Linked DNA regions of Mus musculus: all the other regions are linked to region 3. A link is a contact called in public promoter capture Hi-C data. All regions are on one chromosome and are shown on one strand. Each heading gives the region's core, a stretch centred on a gene start, on an enhancer-like site or on the middle of the called end of the contact. The rest is flanking DNA. Distances are from core to core; before and after follow the strand shown. Region 1 holds the start of 4930512J16Rik (RIKEN cDNA 4930512J16 gene). Region 2 holds the start of Nr2c2 (nuclear receptor subfamily 2, group C, member 2). Region 3 holds the start of Slc41a3 (solute carrier family 41, member 3).

The links. Promoter capture Hi-C pulls out the DNA fragments that hold promoters and counts their contacts.
Region 1: a contact with region 3 is called in a promoter capture Hi-C map of pre-B cells, with 5 times the contacts expected there. The contact joins the promoter of 4930512J16Rik here to the promoter of Slc41a3 in region 3. A contact is called at or near these places in 3 of 39 promoter capture datasets (cranial neural crest, hippocampal neurons and pre-B cells).
Region 2: a promoter capture Hi-C map of pre-B cells shows a contact between it and region 3, with 4 times the contacts expected there. The contact joins the promoter of Nr2c2 here to the promoter of Slc41a3 in region 3. A contact is called at or near these places in 1 of 39 promoter capture datasets (pre-B cells) and 1 of 9 other capture datasets (liver).

Annotation. Positions count from the first base shown.
Region 1 is chr6:89,284,341-89,287,052 of GRCm38.p6, forward strand. 4930512J16Rik (RIKEN cDNA 4930512J16 gene) reads right to left here and starts at 1,385. Exons shown (of 4, transcript NR_131021.1): 1 at 306-1,385.
Region 2 is chr6:92,091,007-92,093,706 of GRCm38.p6, forward strand. It overlaps Nr2c2 (nuclear receptor subfamily 2, group C, member 2), which reads left to right and starts at 1,427. Exons shown (of 15, transcript NM_001347342.1): 1 at 1,427-1,808.
Region 3 is chr6:90,603,570-90,606,269 of GRCm38.p6, forward strand. It overlaps Slc41a3 (solute carrier family 41, member 3), which reads left to right and starts at 1,311. Exons shown (of 11, transcript NM_027868.2): 1 at 1,311-1,439.

The sequences.
Region 1 (2,712 bases), core at 135-2,634, 1.3 Mb before region 3:
AGCCAGTGCCATAAGACAAGAAAAGTAAATAAAATTTTACAACTAAAACATAGAGTGATTAAATTATCTTTGATAGAATTAATTGAATGACTACTGGAGGTATGGTATTTTATTAAGTTAGCTGCACAAAAATCAACCTATAGTTAAGCTTTAGTATGTATTTGGGGGGGGGGGGCACTTCCAGACCTAGCTTGGTTGGATATTAAAATACTAGGAGTACTATGGAGATTTTCCTGAGAGCCCCGAGTGTTTTCAGCAGCCTCCCTACCAGGCAGAAGCAGATATGGCCTCTCTAGCTCTCTCACCTGTGAGGAGGCTTCATTCTGGGAGTTTCTCACTCCCCAGCCTGAGTCCTCTGAGCCCACTGCCACAGGAATAGAAGGGACGAGGAAGTTCTGCTAAGCCCCGGCAGCATGCATTCCTCTGGACTTGATGGCAGGAGAAGGCCACCTGTGCCACAAGGGTGAGAGCAGATGCTTCTCTGTAAGAAAATCACCTTCTGTAACAACAAAGGAAGGAAAATTAGTCCTGTGCAGAGAAAGAAAGAATTCAGTCCCCATGCAGGCCGTTCTCGTTCCTCTCCTGGTGTGGCATCTCCATTGTCATTGATATCTTCATGGCAGCTCTTCTTCAGGCCTGTCAAATGGAACTCTTTTTGCTAGTAGAACATCTAGTTCTTCTGAAATCCAGTCCCTTGCTCAGGAGCTGCTCTTAGAGAAAACAATTAGTGAACAATGAACGGCTTGTGCCAGCCCCAACTGGATCATACCAGAACAGAACAGCTCAGATTAGATGAAAAACACCAGAATACAGCATATAAGCCCCCTTTAGACCAATCCAGACAAGGCTAGAACTCACCAGAATTAACCAGCCAAGACCAGCTCATATCAGACCAGACCCAGCTAGACCCTACCAGCACAGACCAGACCAAAGAAGAATAAACCAAGCCAAAACAGACTAAACAGAACAGAACAGGTTAGATTTGACTAATCCAGACCAGGCTAGAACATACCAGCACAAGCCAGACCAGACTAACTTAACCAATCCAGACCAAACCAACTACACCAGAATAGTTTAGACTAGATTAGATCAGGGTAGATCACACTACTGTAGGCCAGACTAGACTAGCTTAGACAATACAAGAATAGACCAAACTGGGCCAGGTTAGACCAAACCAGACGATACTAGAGTAGACTAGCCCAGTAAAACTTAGACCAGCCCAGAAGTTAGACCAGAATAGACAAGCCCAGGCCAGCTTAAATGAATATAGGCTAGACCTAGACCAAATTAGACCAGCCCAAACCAAATAAAACTATATCAAGCCAGACCAGATCCCAGCAGTCCAGTCCAGATTAGCTTTGACCAGAACATTCTACTCAGTTCTTGGTCATGTGATGTGGGCTGGGTCCCAAGGGCTGGCTGTATCCTACACACAGCTCACTCCAAAGGTCAGAACAGGTGACTGGAGGTCACAAGTGGATACAATCTGCAAGTTTGTCTGGGCCACCACTGTTGAGCCATTGTTCCTATTTAGACATTAGTCCCCAACAGTGCTCCCCGATACACACACCAGTCTAACCTCTCAGAAAGGAGGGAGGCCTGGAAATGTGACCCCTGGCCCACCCCCTTACACACAGGCCCACCTGGGTGGCAGCATCCACAGATTGCTTCCTTTGAGCCGGGTCCCTGCTGTTCCCGATGTCTGAGAAGTGCTGGTTTCACTGAGATCCCAGCCCCCGCCACGTGCAAGCGAGGCAGGCTTCCTGCTGAAATCAAAAGAGGAAGAGGGACCTGGCGGCTGGCTTTTACCTGCTCATCATTTCAACCCCCCTCTGGGAAGCGTCCCCTTTCCCACTGCAAAGTGAGCACCAATCCAGGTGGAACATAATGAGGGGCGAGAGAGAGAGAGAGAGAGAGAGAGAGAGAGAGAGAGAGAGAGAGAGAGTGTGTGTGTGTGTGTGTGTGTGTAGAGAGAACTGAGACAGGATCAAAGATACCAACCAAGGCTGAGGCCAGGGTGGTGAGGCCTCCCCGCCCACTGCCCTGAGTGCTCCATCTCCTGGGGACATAGTGGCCTCCTCAAACGCATGGGCTGGGTCAAGTTGTGCAGGAGGGCAGGGTCCTCATGTTGGGGACTTCCACAGCGCAACTTTTCTCCTTCAGCTTTGCCTTCATAGTTGGAGAGCAATGGCATGTTTCTCTCATATCCTGCAACCTCCATGATGACAAGAATCTCAGTCTAGGGGCTAGAGAGATGGTTCTGCAGTTAAGAACACTGACTGCTCTTGTAGAAGACCCTGGTTTGGTTCCTGGCACTTACATGGCAGCCTACAGCTGACTGTAACTCCAGTGCCAGGGGATCCAACACCAATACCCTCTTCTGGCCTCCAAGGGCACATGATGCACATACACACAGGCAGATAAATACACACACACACACACACACACACACACACCCTTTCAGCAGGCTGGAGGACATAGTGCCTTTTATCCATCAGCAGACAGATGGGAGGCAAGCTGACACTCACCCTCAGTGGTGTTGCCCAAGGCCCCCAGACTGAGTTTACTCTGAGATGACCTCATTCTGTCTTCTCAGTTTGAGATTTAGTTGCCAGGGCAACAGTGTAAGGGGTGGAGCTTAATGGGCGGTGCTAAGGACAGAGGGTTTCTAGCCTCAGGAAGACAGGATTTTTAACACAGCTGGTTTTGGTG
Region 2 (2,700 bases), core at 177-2,676, 1.5 Mb after region 3:
AGCTGCTTTTCTCAAATCGCGAAGGAGAGGGGCACGGGACTGCACAAGTCTGGGCTCCAAGGCTAAGCACCTGTTTTAAAAATGGGCCTGGGGCATCTGCACACTTGCCTGGTCCGGCCAGAGGCATGCACATCCTCGGAGCTTTAAAACAGAAAGCTACCATCCATCCCAAGGAAGGTACCGGGAGCTCAGTGCACTCCCAGGACACCGCTCGCTTGCAACATCTCGGCGCGGCGCCAGGCAAGGGCCCGCTTCTCCAGCCTGCAAGCGGTGCCTACGGGATCGGCCGCACCTGCCCGGCCCAGGCCTGCGGGCCTCAGCTCCGGCGGCGGCCGCAGCGGCAGCGGCGGCGTTCCGGTGCGCGCGCGCGCTCAGCCAATCGCGTGCTCGCCCGCCCCCCGCCGCCGCGGTGAGGCTGGCGCCGGGAAGAGGAAGAGGAACATTCGCCCTCCTCCTCCCAGCGCGCGGGCGGCGGCGGCAGCGGCACCGGGGTCACGAACTCTGACCTTTCACTGACAAAAACAATAACAAAGCGCGGTCCCTCCGCGACCCCGGCGGTGCCAGGGCCCAGCCCGCCGCCCCGCTCCGCACCGGCCCGCCGCGGCGTCCCGGCCGCCCGAGCCCCCGGGCTCCTGCCCTCCGGCGCCTGCCCGGCCCGCGCCCTGCCCTCCTAGCCGGGGGCGCCGGCCGCAGACACGGGATCTGCTCCGCGGTTGTGGTGGCGCCCGACCCTGAGGTAAGAGCAAGCCCGCCGGGCCAAGCCGCGGCGCGGCGCGGCGCAGCGCGGCACGGCGGAGGAGGGCAGGCCTGCGCCGCCATGGAGGCCGCGGAGGCTGAACGCGGCCTTTTACCTTTGCCACGGGGCGGTGGCGGCGGCAGCAGCGGGCGCTTTGCATAGTGGGCCGGGCCGCACCCTTCCCTCCCCTCTCTTCCACTCCCCTCCCCTCCCGCGGCCGAGCCCGGCGAGCCGCTGTCCTGACCGGGCCGGCCGCGCGCCGCGGGGGCGGAGAGGGGGACTGTCCGCGGCCCCGCCTCACGCCTGGCCCTCCGCCAGCGCCGCCATCTTGTCCCCGCGGCGCCGGCCAGGCTCCCCTCGGCGCGCGCCCGGCCTGCCCGCTTCTTCCTGTGTTCCCCGCTCCTCACCCCAGCACTCCCCGCCTGCCGTTGGCTGCCACCCTGGCCCAACCGCCGTTTTTCCGGACTAGGAGGGTGGAAGGGGAGGGAGGGAGGCGTGGGCAGGGCACGACCTCCTGAGTGACGGCCGGGCTGGCCAATCGTTCCCCCTTATAGGAGGGCCACGGCCTGCGGCACCGCCCCCGGGGCTGTGCTGGTTGGTCCAGGTGGGAGAGGGAGGTCCCGGGGGCCGCTAGTGCGGGGTGTGAGGCCGGGCGGGCCAGCCTCTGAGGAACTTGGTGGGTCTCGGGCTGGGAAGCTGGTGATGCTTTTTGAACCCATGGCGCGGCCAGAAGGGAAGAGTTCGTCGGCACTTGGAGGCTCTCCGGGGTTCGCGCTTTCCTCACGACTCTGGACGGAGCCCCTCTGGCGGGCTCAATTTCAGTCCATGAAATTGGGACACCAGACGTTCTTGCCAAGCCTCGCCTCTCTCCTCAGCATTGTTTGAGGGACTGTTCTCTGAAAATGGAGTCCAAGCTACTCTGCCAGCCTCAAAAGTAATTTGCAAATGGTGGTGTTAGTTTTTTCGTCTTATTGTGGTGCTGGGGACGGCCCTGCCATTGAGTAACATCCCTAGTCCCAAAATGGTGATGTGGAAATATATAAGGAACCAACTGGAGTGGAAAACTTGTGAGGTGATTCTCTTTCCTACTTTCATTAAACACAGTTGTGCGTAGCTTTAGACACTAGGACACTACTTCCAGAGATTCAACTGACCTGGGCAAGGAGCCATTCTCCCCCCAGAATTTTGGATGCCGAGGGGATACAAAGGCTCAGAGAATGGTCAGAGAATGGAAGAAACTGGATGATGTGCTGAAGGAATCGTGAGGGCATTAATTTAATTGGATGGTGAGGAAGTCAGGCTTCACTGAATGTTTGAATAGATTTCAGGAAAAGAGCTGGGTTCTGGATAGCAAGCTTGAAGATGGGAAGGGAAGATTTTCCCACACTTTTTGTTGAGTAAATTGTTGCTGATACTATTGATAGCTAAGTGCTGCATATTTAATTGGTGCATTTTTACCCGAACTTGACAGTTGGGATAGCATGCCCAGCAATAAAATGTCCATTATACTAAGCAGGGAATTTGAATTGGACTTCAGTAGGCATTCTTTTAACATATTTATCTTTCCCAGAGATAAAATTGATTGATGCTATGAAGCTACTGAAAATCTCATTTATCAAAGTGGAAAACAAACTTTACAAAATATAATGTTAGCTTCCATTGGAAAGTCTGATGACTAAAATATTTGTGCATATAACATAGTAGGAAGGGCTGGCTAGCATGTAGGAAATCAAGTTTCATCCTTAGCACTGCATAAACTTATGTAGTGCTGCATATCTGTAATCCCAGTTACTGGGGCGGTGGAGGCAGATCAGAAGTTTCAGTGTCATTCTTGGCTACATAGAGTTTTAGGCCAGCCTGGGCTATAAGATCCGGTATCCAAAATAAAATATTTGAAATCAAACAATACCTTTTTAATAATATGAGCAGTCTCAGTTTTAATTCTTTCTTTGGATATCTCAAGA
Region 3 (2,700 bases), core at 61-2,560:
TCACAGGGCTTTCTGGGTCAGCCTTTAATCAAAGGGTTTGTGATGGAGGGATCAGGGGCTGAGGTCCAGGGTTCTCTTCAAGACTGTGACACCAGTTATTGCTTTTCCCTGTTCTAGTCAGACCTAAGATTCTGCTACCCCCCACCTGCCCACAGTGCCTCAGTCTGGGAATCAAACTCGTTAAACCTTTATGAAACCTTCAAAAGTATGGGCTAAAATAAACCCTTTTCTTTGTATAAGTTGATTTTGTTACAATAAATGAAAGCATATCAACATGGAGTTCAAGGTTCATGGATGGCTATTCCTGGTGACGCCTCCCTCCTACTGTCTTTCTATGTCTCACCTGCATGCACACAGGGAGAATGAGCTGGCAGGGTCTCTTCCTGAGAGGACTCCAGTCGCATTGTGACTGCACCCTGTGACTTCACTTGTTCATTGCTACCTCTTACATAAGCTGGATTGACAAATGCAATCACTTTGGGAGCTTGGAATTCAGCACTATATTTTGACAATGTAAGCCATCCAGTCTGTAAATTCTCCTAACATGTGGAACACTGTCATCTGTTTTTGTTTTGTTTTTCATTTGCTGGGGACAGAATCCAGGAACTGGGCTTGCATCTCCCCGGGCCTTGCCCTGTCATACTTTTTTTGTGTTGTATTCTTCAAAACTACTGTCTTACAGGTCTTGCACATCCGGTTTCTGCAGGTGCAGTTGGCAGCTTAGAATCCAGCCAGGGCTCAGGATTCTTGAATCAGCCAAGAGCCATAAGTGGGGGCACGGGATAGATTGTAGGAGCTGGTGTCCACTGAGGCTCACCACTGCTGGCTGAGTCTTCCAAGGCTGTATCTTGATAAGAGTGAGAGGATCACACATGTTGAAGGACAGAAGAACTTTCATGACACATACACAAGTGTTCAAAGGTGAAATATTCAGAAATGTCAGATTGAAAACTGAACAGGCAAATGTGTATCCTAAGGGAAGCTGGCCCTTGCAGTGTGCTACTGGAGGCTACTCCGTCGCCCAGCCCCGCCCCCGCCCGTGGCCCCGCCCGTGACCCCGCCCTACTCATGGTCCTGTTCCGGGGTCTAGCTTCTTCTTTCTTGGCCCCACCCCAAGCGGCACCGCCTCTGAGGCGTGTCATTGGGTCCTTCGGCACCCAGGGAGCATCCCTGCACACCCCACTGCTCGATCAGAGAGCTGTCCTGACTAAAAGGCTTTAAAAATTGGGTTTTTCAAGCGCCACCTCTGTGGATTGGCCCCGCCCACAACACTCGCCCAGCAACCCTCCCCTCCTGTGGCCCCGCCCCTCTGTCTGGACGCCTAGGCAGGGCGGGGCTGGCCCGCCTGCTGCCCTTCTCGCTTCCTCCCGCCGCAGGCCTCCACAGTGTCCAGCGCGCGCCTGGCCGCCTCGCTTTCGCCGCCGGCCGGGAGAGGACCGGTAAGCGCGGGCAGGAGCTGGACTGGGAGCCGGGGAAGCCAAGGGAAAGCGGAGCGTCAATGGCCCTCGGGATGGGGCGTGGGGCACAGGATCTGTCTTAGGCACACTGGGCGGGTCAGTTTGTGGCATCCTCGCTCCAAAGGTCTGCAGGGACCCGCCCCGCTGATCTCTCTCCCTCTGCCTGTGATGAACCCCAGAGCGCCTGACTCTAGGGGTTATGGTTAACTCCTTCAGCACCCCGAGATCATCCTTGACCACCCTAAGGCAGGCTCAGCGAGCTGTCCCTGCGCTCCAGGTTGTCAAGCTAGAGGTTGTTCAGACTTGAGAAGATCCCTCAGTCTACCAGATCCTTTCTATAAATCTTTTAAAACTCAGGTTTTCAAACTGCTTCTTCGCCACGGAGACCACTTAGAGACGCAGCCATTCCAACCTGACCCAGATATCTAGATGAGCTTGCTCTGCTTCCTGACGCTGGCTGGCCTCATGCTGGTACTATGGTAGCTTAAGAACCACGACTGTAAAGTAGTACAGAAGAGCCTGGAGTCAGGCCAAGTGCCCTGTAAGGAAAATATACTATAGAAGGGTATAGTGATCTCCCCTTATTGCAGGGAGTTACAAACATGTTCCCAAAGAGTGTCTGAATCCTGGAATGATATCCAGACATATAGATTGTTTTCCTAATATACATACCTATGGTAGAGCTTAACTTGTGAACTAGACACAGTAAAAGATGAACACCCCTAAGGTAGGGCAGGTGTAATCATATACTGTGATACAATTGTCACCATCACTATACTTGTGCCATTATTAAGTAGACTAAGCGTTGCTTGGCCAACAGCTCAGCCACCCTAACAACTGTTGAGAGGGTGACTAGCTGATGGGCAGCATCTGCAGCATAGATCCCTATGCCGAGGAGTGCTGCATGTTCTAGGAGGGACAGTGTAGTGTTAACTGAATCGGTCCACCATGCTGCTCAGAACTGAGCACAAAACCTACAAATTCTTTATTTCTAGAAATGTTCTCTTAATATTTTTGGTAGTAAGCAAAACCTCTGAAGGTACCCTAGGATAAAGGGTCTTACAGCGCTCCGTTCATACTCTGAGGTGGATGGTATTTTGCTCTCCCAAGGTCACACATCTGCGAAGAGGAGAAACTGGGATTCGAACCCTGAGTTTGGGTTCCCGTACATTCCCACCGGAATGTTCTATAAAGTCAAGAAGATAAAGTGCAGATGTGCTCTCCTTATTCTACATAGTGGGCA